2 separate regions of the Macaca mulatta genome follow, and region 1 is linked to region 2. The links are chromatin contacts, called in public Hi-C maps. All regions are on one chromosome and are shown on one strand. Each heading gives the region's core, a stretch centred on a gene start, on an enhancer-like site or on the middle of the called end of the contact. The rest is flanking DNA. Distances are from core to core; before and after follow the strand shown. Region 1 holds the start of PFKL (phosphofructokinase, liver type). Region 2 holds the start of CFAP410 (cilia and flagella associated protein 410).

What was found. Hi-C and Micro-C count contacts between places; a contact is called where the count stands out from the background.
Region 1: a Hi-C map of liver shows a contact between it and region 2, with 2.0 times the contacts expected there. The contact joins the promoter of PFKL here to the promoter of CFAP410 in region 2. A contact is called at or near these places in 3 of 14 Hi-C or Micro-C datasets (cortical neurons, fetal cortical plate and liver).

What each region holds. Positions count from the first base shown.
Region 1 is chr3:3,233,009-3,237,854 of T2T-MMU8v2.0, reverse strand. PFKL (phosphofructokinase, liver type) reads left to right here and starts at 1,517. Exons shown (of 22, transcript XR_013414794.1): 1 at 1,517-1,654. LOC144339625 (a long non-coding RNA gene) reads right to left here. Exons shown (of 3, transcript XR_013414873.1): 2 at 3,105-4,636; 3 at 1,534-2,953.
Region 2 is chr3:3,194,044-3,199,056 of T2T-MMU8v2.0, reverse strand. It overlaps CFAP410 (cilia and flagella associated protein 410), which reads right to left and starts at 3,059. Exons shown (of 6, transcript XM_077995651.1): 1 at 2,775-3,059.

The sequences.
Region 1 (4,846 bases), core at 268-2,767, 40 kb before region 2:
TAATGCTGCTATGAATATGTGTGTGCAAATATCTGTGTGAGTCTTTGCTTTGAATTCTTTAGGTATATACCCAGAGTAAAATCGCTGGATCACATGGTAATTCTATTTTTAATTTTTTGAAGAACTGCCATCCTGTTTTCCATAGCAGCTACACCGTTTCACATCCCCAGCAACACTGCACGACGGTTCCAGCTTCCCTATATCCTTGGAACAGTGATTATTTTCTGCATTTTTCTTTCCTTTTTTTTTTTTTTTTTTTTTTTGAGACGGAGTTTCGCTCTTGTTGCCCAGGCTGGAGTGCAATGGTGCAGTCTCCACTCAAATGCAACCTCCACCTCCCGAGTTCAAGTGATTCTCATACCTCAGCCTCCCTTGTAGCTGGGATTACAGGCACCCACCACCACATTCAGCTAATTTTTATATTTTTAGTAGAGATGAGGTTTCGCCATGTTGGCTGGGCTGGTCTCGAACTCCTGACCTCAGGTGATCCGCCCCTCTGGGCCTCCCAAAGTTCTGGGATTATGGGCGTGAGCCACTGCACCCAGCCTGTGTTTTTCTTTTATAGTAGCCATCCTAATGGGTATCAGGTGGTATCTCATTGTGGCTAAATCACGTATGTTTAAGAATTTATGCGCGCGCGCGCACACACACACACACACACACACACACACACACACACGATGAAGCTGCAAGAAAAGGGAGAGAATAATGACCCAAAATGTCAGCCCAAGGCTGCCTCAGGGTTAGACACAGGTGTCTTCTTAGCGCCTTTTAGCCCACGCATATGTGCTTGCGCAGTCTTTCGGCGTGTTTTCTAACATTTCACAATTAAATAAGGAGTAGTCGATATTCACAGCCACCATGTCCACCGTATATGTAGAGAAAAATGCACAAATCCTGGTGATCTGCCCGCTCAGCTTTCACAAACCGAACACACCGTGCGGTCAGGAGGCGGCTCTCCCGACCACCGGCTCTGCACCCCCAGGACCCGGGGACCAAGACTTTCCCAAGGGCCCAGCAAATGTGAGGAAGGAAGGAAGGAAAGGAGGGAGAGGGAGGGAGGAATGCTGGCTGCTTTCCAGCGCCCCGTTTGGGTTTGGCCTCTGCCGAGGCCTGAAGGCAGCCCTGAGGGCCCCTGGGTGGCAGGGAGGGGTGGTGGCTGCGGCCGACAGCAAAGAACCTCCGGAGACGCAAAGCTGGGCCAGACGTGCCACCCGGGCCCCAGCACTGGCGAAGGGACACGTGCGGCCGCACTGGATGCAGCCCCGCCCTGGTCCCGGCCACATCCTCAAGACCACCGGGGTGTGGGGCTCTGCCCCGGGTCTCACTGCTCGGGGCCCGCGTTACATCGCACAGGCTCAGAAACGCACAGCGGAAAGGTGGCCCCGGCGGGCAGAGGGCGCCCGATTCCAGCTCCGTCCGCGGTCCGTCCTGCGAGGAGGCGCCAGGGGCGGACCCGGGGCGGGGCGGGCGCAGGGCGCGCGCGGGGCGGGGACGGGGACGGGGCGGGGACGGCGGCGCGGCGCAGGCGGCGGGAGTGCGAGCTGGGCCCGGGTCTCGGCCGCCGCCATGGCCGCGGTGGACCTGGAGAAGCTGCGGGCGTCGGGCGCGGGCAAGGCCATCGGCGTCCTGACCAGCGGCGGCGACGCGCAAGGTGGGCGGGGGTCCCGGCCGCGTCGCGGTGCAGGGGGTGGGGGGCGCCTCCGTCCCGGCCTCTCCGGAGCGCCCGCCGAGCCCTGGGACCCGGTTCTCGGGCCGGTCCGGCCTCCCTCCAGCCCCGGCCTCCTGCCCCGGCCTCCAGCCCCGGGTCCGTCCCCCGCTCCGCCCCGGCGCGGTCTCGGGCCTACGTGCGGCCGGCCACGTTCTCGGCCTCCGCCTGGGTCTTGGCGCCGCCCGCGCCCTGCCCGGAGGGTGTGTCCGACTCTGGGCTGCGGGGCAGGACCCCCGCGAGGATTCCCCAAGGCCACGTGAGCGGAGGGTGCCGGTCCCGCTGCCCCCAGAGCCTGGTCCTTCCTGGTTCTGAAGCGACCTGGGGACCCGGTGCCTCCCGAGAGCTGGCGCCAGGCTGCGGGTTTCCGGGACCTCCTCCCGCTGGGCGGGGGCGGGCTCACCCCCGGACCGGTCCGCCTCCTCGGGGCCCTCGCGGCCGCCTTCCGTGTGGGTCTAGCTGGGGAAGAGGGTGGTGGGGAGATGAGCTGCCCGGGGCCTTGAGCAAAGCCCCGTTGTCACTCTTTTTCCAGGGGTACTGGGGAGGCCCCAGGTGGTGGGGACTGAGAGTTGGCAGAGCTGGGTGGGGGTCCGGCCTGGGGGCGTGGTATCCTGGCACTCTCCCTCCTGGAGGCCTGGTCCTGCTGGCCTCCAGTATCTCTGGCCTGACATGTCCAGTGTGGCACCTGTGGCACAGGACACCACCTACCCTGACCCTCAGGAGGAGAGAGGAGAGGATTTACGAGACCAGAAGTGAGGTGCTGGGTTGGGAAGGGGCCCAGCCAGCACCCCAAAGCTGTACAGCGGGACCTGGTCTGTCTTTTAGAGTTCAGAAAATGGTTGAGAAAATGCAGACACACCCCCCTCAGCCAGCTTCAGGCACCTGACCCTCCTTTTCCGTATCTGGAAGCCAGGAAGAGGGAGGAGGAAGCTGGCCTTGACCAGGACCAAGCCAGGGAGGCAGGAGTGGCCCGTGGGTGTCGCTGTCTGAACCCCGGCCTGCGGAGGGCGCTCCTTCGGACCTGGCTGAGCCATGCCTGTTGTGAACCTTCTCACTGCTGTGGCTGGAGCGGGAGCTGCTGCTTGTTGCTGGCCACTGGCAGTGTCCTGGACGTGGCCTGGTGTGTTGTGGGCTCAGGTGGGAGAGGAGGTCCACGGCCTTGGAGGGCCACTGGCAGTGTCCTGGACGTGGCCTGGTGTGTTGTGGGCCCAGGTGGGAGAGGAGGTCCACGGCCTTGGAGGGCCACTGGCAGTGTCCTGGACGTGGCCTGGTGTGTTGTGGGCCCAGGTGGGAGAGGAGGTCCACGGCCTTGGAGGGCCACTGGCAGTGTCCTGGACGTGGCCTGGTGTGTTGTGGGCCCAGGTGGGAGAGGAGGTCCACGGCCTTGGAGGGCCACTGGCAGTGTCCTGGAGCGTGGCCTGGTGTGTTGTGGGTCCAGGTGGGAGAGGAGGCCCATGGCCTTGGAGGGTGGACTCAGGAAGCTCCATCCCATGATATTAGACCAAGAAAGGGCCCGAGTCTGGAGGGCAGACGGGTTGCTGCAGGGCTGGCCTGCCTGCCCACCAGGGAGGCGCTTTCTTGGTGAGGCTGGCGAAGCCCCAAAGCCCACCCTGTGGCTCCCTGGAACACAGAGGGTCCCCAACCAGCTTCCTTGTCTGCAAAGTGGGAGCATCAGCAGCAGAGGGTTGGGAAGGTTCGGAGCCCGGGGTGGCACCCGTCCCCCCATCCCCCGCCGCCCTGCGCACAGACTAAACAGAACGGGGGCCCGCTGGAGGTCGCTGAAGGGCAAGCCTGGCAGGTGGTTCTTGGGCCAGCGGGGCGGGGGGCGCACCCAGAGTGGCAGACGGGCAGTTCTGGATGCTGGTGGAGGATCTGGAGATGGGAGGCCCCTCCTGACCCTGTGGGCAGGCCGGCTGGGTGGGCCTCCCATCTCCATCTGAGCTGGGAGTTCTGACTGCCCAGCGTGGCCCCAGTGCCTGGTATGGGGTGGGCAGCGCTTCCTGGCTGCAGCCGGGAGGGTACCCACAGTGCACCTGCTGGCTGATCATGGCATCCCAGCTGGTCCTGTGTCTTCCTCTGTAAATGTCCTCCCTTCCCGAGCCCCTGGCAACTGCAGTGTCTCTGTGTCCAGGCTCCCACGCGTGGACAGGGAACAGGTGGTTTTCTGCAAGGGAGGAGGACTCCACACGCTTCCCCAGTTGAGGGCTGGGGCTGATTCAGGGAGGATGATGGGGGTGAGTAGGATGGGAGGAGCTGGCATTCTGGGCAGAACCAGAGTCCTTCTGTTTCATGAGTTCCTAAAAGCAGTCTGCGGGGCTCTCCCCGGCCACCGCTGCTGCCGCCGTGTGGCTTCCCATGGTGGGTGCTCTGTTTTCTTCTTGAGGCCCCACTGCCTTCCTAGAAAGGCTGATCCTGGGCGAGGGGAAGCCCATGGCCTAGTGTGCCCTTCTCTATGCCCTCTGTGTCAGCTGGGCAGCAGGAGAGTGGGGACTGGGAGGCACTTTCCGCCCCGATGCTGAAGTCTGCGTTTGTTGGATGTATGAGAACAGCCAGTCTCACCATCTGCCAGTGTTGCCCAGCCCTGGGACTTCTCAGGCCTCAGTTTCCCCTTCTGTGAAAAAAGGGGTTGGGGACAAGACAGGCCACCTTGCAAATTCCTTCCAGCCAGCCCAGAAGTCCTGTTCTGTGTGGCTCTGGGTCATGCCTTTCCTGTTGGGCAGGGGTCCGTGTTGTCGAGCAGGGGAGGGTGTTGTTCAAGGATGTCTATTTGCACAATAACCCGTGCAAAGGTAGCTAGAAGATTTGAATCAGGCCGGGTGTGGTGTCTCATGCCTGTAATCCCAGCACTTTGGGAGGCTGAGGTGGGCGGATCACCTGAGGTCAGGAGTTCAAGACCATCTTGGCTAACATGATGAAACCTCGTCTCTACTAAAAATACAAAAATTAACTGGGCGTGGTGGCATGCATCTGTAATCCAGCTGCTCAGGAGGCTGAGGCAGGAGAATTGCTTGAACCAGGAGGTGGAGGTTGCAGTGAGCCGAGATCGAGCCACTGCACTCCAGCCTGGGCAACAGAGCGAGACTCTGTTTCAAAAAACAAACAAAAGGCCGGGCGCGGTGGCTCAAGCCTGTAATCCCA
Region 2 (5,013 bases), core at 1,810-4,309:
CCCTTCTTGATAACAGGTCTGGGCCAAAAGGAAGACAGGCTTAAAACTGGATCTCAGATCACACTGGTACTGTCAATTCAGGGGTGAGGTGCCCAGGGTGGTCCACAAAGCCTTCACAACCTGGAAAGCCCCCACATATGTGAGAGCCCACCATATGCCAGGCATGGCACCAGCAGATTGGGTGACTGGCAGGGCCCCAACCTCAGCGAGCTCAGAGCCTAGTGAGATGCATCCCATGTATAAGGGACTCGTGTCTATGACCATGGTGTGTTTATATAGTCACTGCTAAACATGCAGTATTTCAGTTACAGCACAAAACAGATTACATCCGGTGCCATGTGTCCAGGCTTTTTTTTTTTGTCTTTAAGGAAAGGTACAGTTCAAATTTAAAAAACAGAGAATAAAGAGATAAATAATAATTGGGCTGGACATGGTGGTTCACGCCTGTAATTCCAACACTTTGGGAGGCTGAGGCAGGTGGATCACCTGAACTCAGGGGCTTCAAGACCAGCCTGTCCGACACAGTGAAACCCCATCTCTACCAAAAAGTACAAATATTAGCCAGGCATGGTGGTGGGCGCCTGTTGTCCCAGCTACTCAAAGGCTGAGGCAGAAGAATCGCTTGAACCCGGGAGGTGGAGGTTGCAGTGAGCGAAGATCGCGCCACTGCACTCCAGCCTGGGCCAAAAAAAAAAAAAAAAAACAGGAAAGAAAGAAAGAAACAATTGGTATGCAATCCTTGTGTAAGTTGGAAGTTGGGGACATTTTGGACTGAGAAAGAGAATGAGGGAAGAGAAGAAAGAAATCTTTTCACAGACGCACACGCTCAAGTTCTCCCAGCAGGGCTTGTTCTCTGCCGCCTTTGGGGTAGCGGTGGGGGGCACAAGGCTAGATGTGACCAAGAAGAGGGGGTGCAGACCTTCAACTTCCCCTTAACAAAGTAAAACAAACCGTCCTGGGATTCCTTTCCAGGTGATAGCAAGTTCCAAACTATTGCTCCCCTCCTCTGTGACCAAGTGACAAACAGCGTTTCATTTATGTTGACGGGAACAGCAAAATCAGCCTGGTACTGGAGAATTGTTTTTCCATTAGTGGTTCTACATAACGAAACCCGCCAAGTGAACAAAGTACCAAGTGTGGGACTGAACTGATAGGGGCAGTTTTGTCAACTTAAAAATTCTCTTGGGGAAGAAGCTACAACATTTGGGACTGAGGCCATTTGGAGATGATCAGAGCAATACTTACATCTGTGAGGCGGCTGCCCCTGGGGAGAGAAAAGATACTTTAATTTTGTTAAAGTTGAATAAAAAACACTGAAGACAAAAATTCCAAAAATTACCAATGACTCCCTACAAACCTTAAGATTCTAGCATTTTAATGGCGTGGCAAAAAATATAACCGGCAAAGGTGTAAACAATTGTTTTACTTGATTTTCAACTACACTGTATGACGTTGGGGTGGTACCTTTTAGATAAGGAGCAGCAGAGCCATTTGTAAGACACGAAAAGATGAACTGTTCCTCATGGTCCCTGAATAGCAGAAGGTTAATATCTCTCACTGACAGACATCAACAAGGGCGTCTTTATAAGAGGCCAAGTTCAAAGGGTGAACAGGCGACTTATGAAGCAAACTTTAAAAGCCTGAAATCGGGTTGTTGTTTCTTCCAGCTTAGTGAGAGTACTGACCACCCCGTGCAAAACAAAGAAATGCATTATTGAAAGCAAATGACACAGGGGAATTGTAGCCAAAACACCAAATGTGCCAGGGCAGACAGAAAAGCTTTTTTTTTTTTTTTTTTGAGACGGAGTCTTGCTCTGTCGCCCAGGCTGGAGTGCAGTGGCCGGATCTCAGCTCACTGCAAGCTCTGCCTCCCGGGTTTACGCCATTCTCCTGCCTCGGCCTCCCGAGTAGCTGGGACTACAGGCGCCCGCCACCTCGCTCGGCTAGTTTTTTTTTTGTATTTTTTAGTAGAGACGGGGTTTCACCGTGTTCGCCAGGATGGTCTCGATCTCCTGACCTCGTGATCCGCCCGCCTCGGCCTCCCAAAGTGCTGGGATTACAGGCTTGAGCCACCGCGCCCGGCCCAGAAAAGCTTTTTAATTAACAGAGAAGAGCTCGCTCTGGGCAGTATGGGGATACCCCTGGGAGGAAGCGCCTGCTCTCCCTGACCCCCACGCCCCGCCTGCAGGGTGCGGCCAGTTGACAGGGCGCAGCGACTCCGCTGAGTCCCCAGGGAGCCCTGGAGATCGTGCGGGCCTCAACTCCAGGCTGCCTCCTCTGGAAGCTCCTGGTCCTCCTTGGCCTGGTGAGCCTCAGTATTACCCGCTTTTGCGCCTTCATGGGTCCCACCGCACCCACGTCCCTTCCTATCACCTGCCAGGCATACCCTTGGCACGGCCGCCCCCAGTACTGATTACCAACGTGTTTCCTGACTCAGTCCTCGAGAACTCAGTTCTCTCTCCTATTCGACTTGGTCCCAGTGACTGCTGGCAACCCCAGACATCAGATCTGGCCCACAGGGCAGCCGGGGCAAAGGCGGGCCGGGAAATGGGGGGGCCCCGGCGACCCCGACCCCTGGTCTCCTCTCCTCCCTGACCCCTGACTCCTTTGACGCCCTCGCCCCTGCACCTGACCCCGTTCCACTTCCGCACCTGCCCCCGTTCCACCCCCGCCCCCGCCCCCTCCCCGGCTCCGCCCTCACCCCAGTCCCCGCCCTGGCCCCGCCCCCGCTCCTCCCCCGACCCCGGGGCGGCCGCGGCCAGGCCCCGCCTCACCAGCAGTTGAGCTTGCGCACGCTGTGCAGCTCCGAGGCCTTGGCCCGGGTCAGGACCATCTTCCGCGTCAGCTTCATGGCGACCGCCCAGGCCCGGCCGGCGGGCGCCCCCGGCCTCCTGCTCCCGGGCGGGTGACGACTGCGCGGCGCGTGTCTCCAGGGGCGGGGCCCACGTCGTCAGGGGCGGATCCTGAGCCCATTGGCGGCTTGGCGAGGAGAGCGGGGCGAGGAGAGCGCCCTGGGGCCGCTTGGGCGCCGCTGACACGTCGGCTCTGCTCCTGCGCATGGGCGGCCTGGGGCGCCCGGCTCTGACGCGATTCTAACGCGACCCCGGAAGCGCGCGGCGAGCCGTGGGTGGGTGCAGGTGGCGGTCCCGGAGGCGGCCCCGTGAGGGCTGAGCTGCCGCTCCCTGGAACCGAGCGGGGTGGGCTCGGTCCCACGCGTACCATGGCCGAGTGCGTAGGCCTGTCTCTGAGCGCGGGCCTAGCGTGGATGGGATGGGCGCTACACAGCTCCAAGTTACGCGATTCAAACTCTTGGAATAAACCCAGGGCAGCCCTGGGGCTGTGTTGATTCCCTGTCTCGCTCCCTCCCAGCTTTTACAGAAAAGACGCATTTATAGGAAAGACGTACGGACAGGTCCAGCAGAGCCCTTACAAGCATTTCAGCCTTTTAGAAATCAGGTAAGACCCCCTAAACATCGTTACATGGGCCACAGTTACATTAAGACGGGCATTCTGAAACCGCCTTTGCCAAAAATTGTATCAGTGAGAGAATGATGGCCCTGAAGGAGATCTGGCCAATCCCCATCTTGCCTTTGTCCTTGAAGCTGCCCTTAATTATTCCTGGATAAGCAAAGCTAATTTTGGGAGACATTTATAGTTTAAATGATAGCAGCCCTTCCTCAAAACTAAACAGCCTTTGTAAAGGTAATGAGACCACGGGAACCGCCTTTGCAAAAATCGTAACTGAAGAAATTATGACAGGGAAAGATCTCCTAACGCACCCCATCTTCCTGCTATCCTCTAAACTGCCTTTGTTCATTCGTGGGTGTAGACCAGACTAGCCTTGGGAAGGAATTTAGTTTATAGATTAAACTCTGAAACAAAATTGATAATAGCCCTTTCCCAAAAAAACCCTTCTTGCCTGGGGACCAGTCTGCCTTTGTAGGACTAACAAATTAAGCTATGAGATGAAAAATTACAGTTTAGGGGCTGGCAACCTCTGGCGGCAATAGTCTGAACCTCCCCAAATTGCTCCTGGGAATAACATCACTGTTGCAAAACTTAAGATCAGTGCTTGAAATGTTTTGTAGACCCTGCATTCGGACATCACTTAGACAGATAATCTGGCTCAACCATTTGTGCGATCCCACCCAGGAACAGAAGTCAGCCAGAACTCATTTCGAACCCTTATGATTTAATCTTCAACCTGACCAATCAGTACTCACCACTTTCTGAGCCCTACCCGCCAAATTATCCTTAAAAACGCTGATCCCTGAATGCTCGGGGAGACTGATTTGAGTCATAAAACTCCATTCCTGCACAGCCAGCTCTGCGTGAATTACTCCTTCTCCACTGCAGTTCCCTTGTCTTGATAAATCGGTTCTGTCTAGGCAGTGGACAAGGTGAACCCGTTGGGCGGTTACACCACCAGGCTAGAAGGATAGAGGAGCCTGAATTCCACTAAGGTGCAGGCGTAAACTTTCGTCAGCCATTATTCTGGAGGTCACAAGACAAGCTACTTCCCCAATTACTCCTGCAGATAACATCACTATTGTAGAACATCACTATTGTATCTTTTCAGGTTTATTGCACGTCTGACATGGATGGACCCAGCTAGATATCTTGCCAACGGCTCCTGTGGCCCCACTCAGAAGCCATGCAGCACAAAAGGACCAAAAGGACAGCTAGATTTCATCAATCTTTCACCAACCAATCAGCACTCCCCATACCTTAGCCCCCTGCTCACCAAACTATCTTTGAAAAACCCCTAACCTGTGAGCCTTCAGTTGTAACCAAGCAGCTTAGCAGCTGTGAATCCAAAATATCTGAGACAGGTCTCCATCAGTTTAGAAAGTTTATTTTGTCAAAGTTAAGGACGAGCCCATGACATGGCCTCAGGGGGTCCTGACAACACGTGCCCAAGGTGACTGGGGCACAGCTTGCTTTCAGACATTTTTAGGGAGACATGAGACATCAATCAATATGTGCAAGATGGAAAAAGAAGAGAAAAAGAAA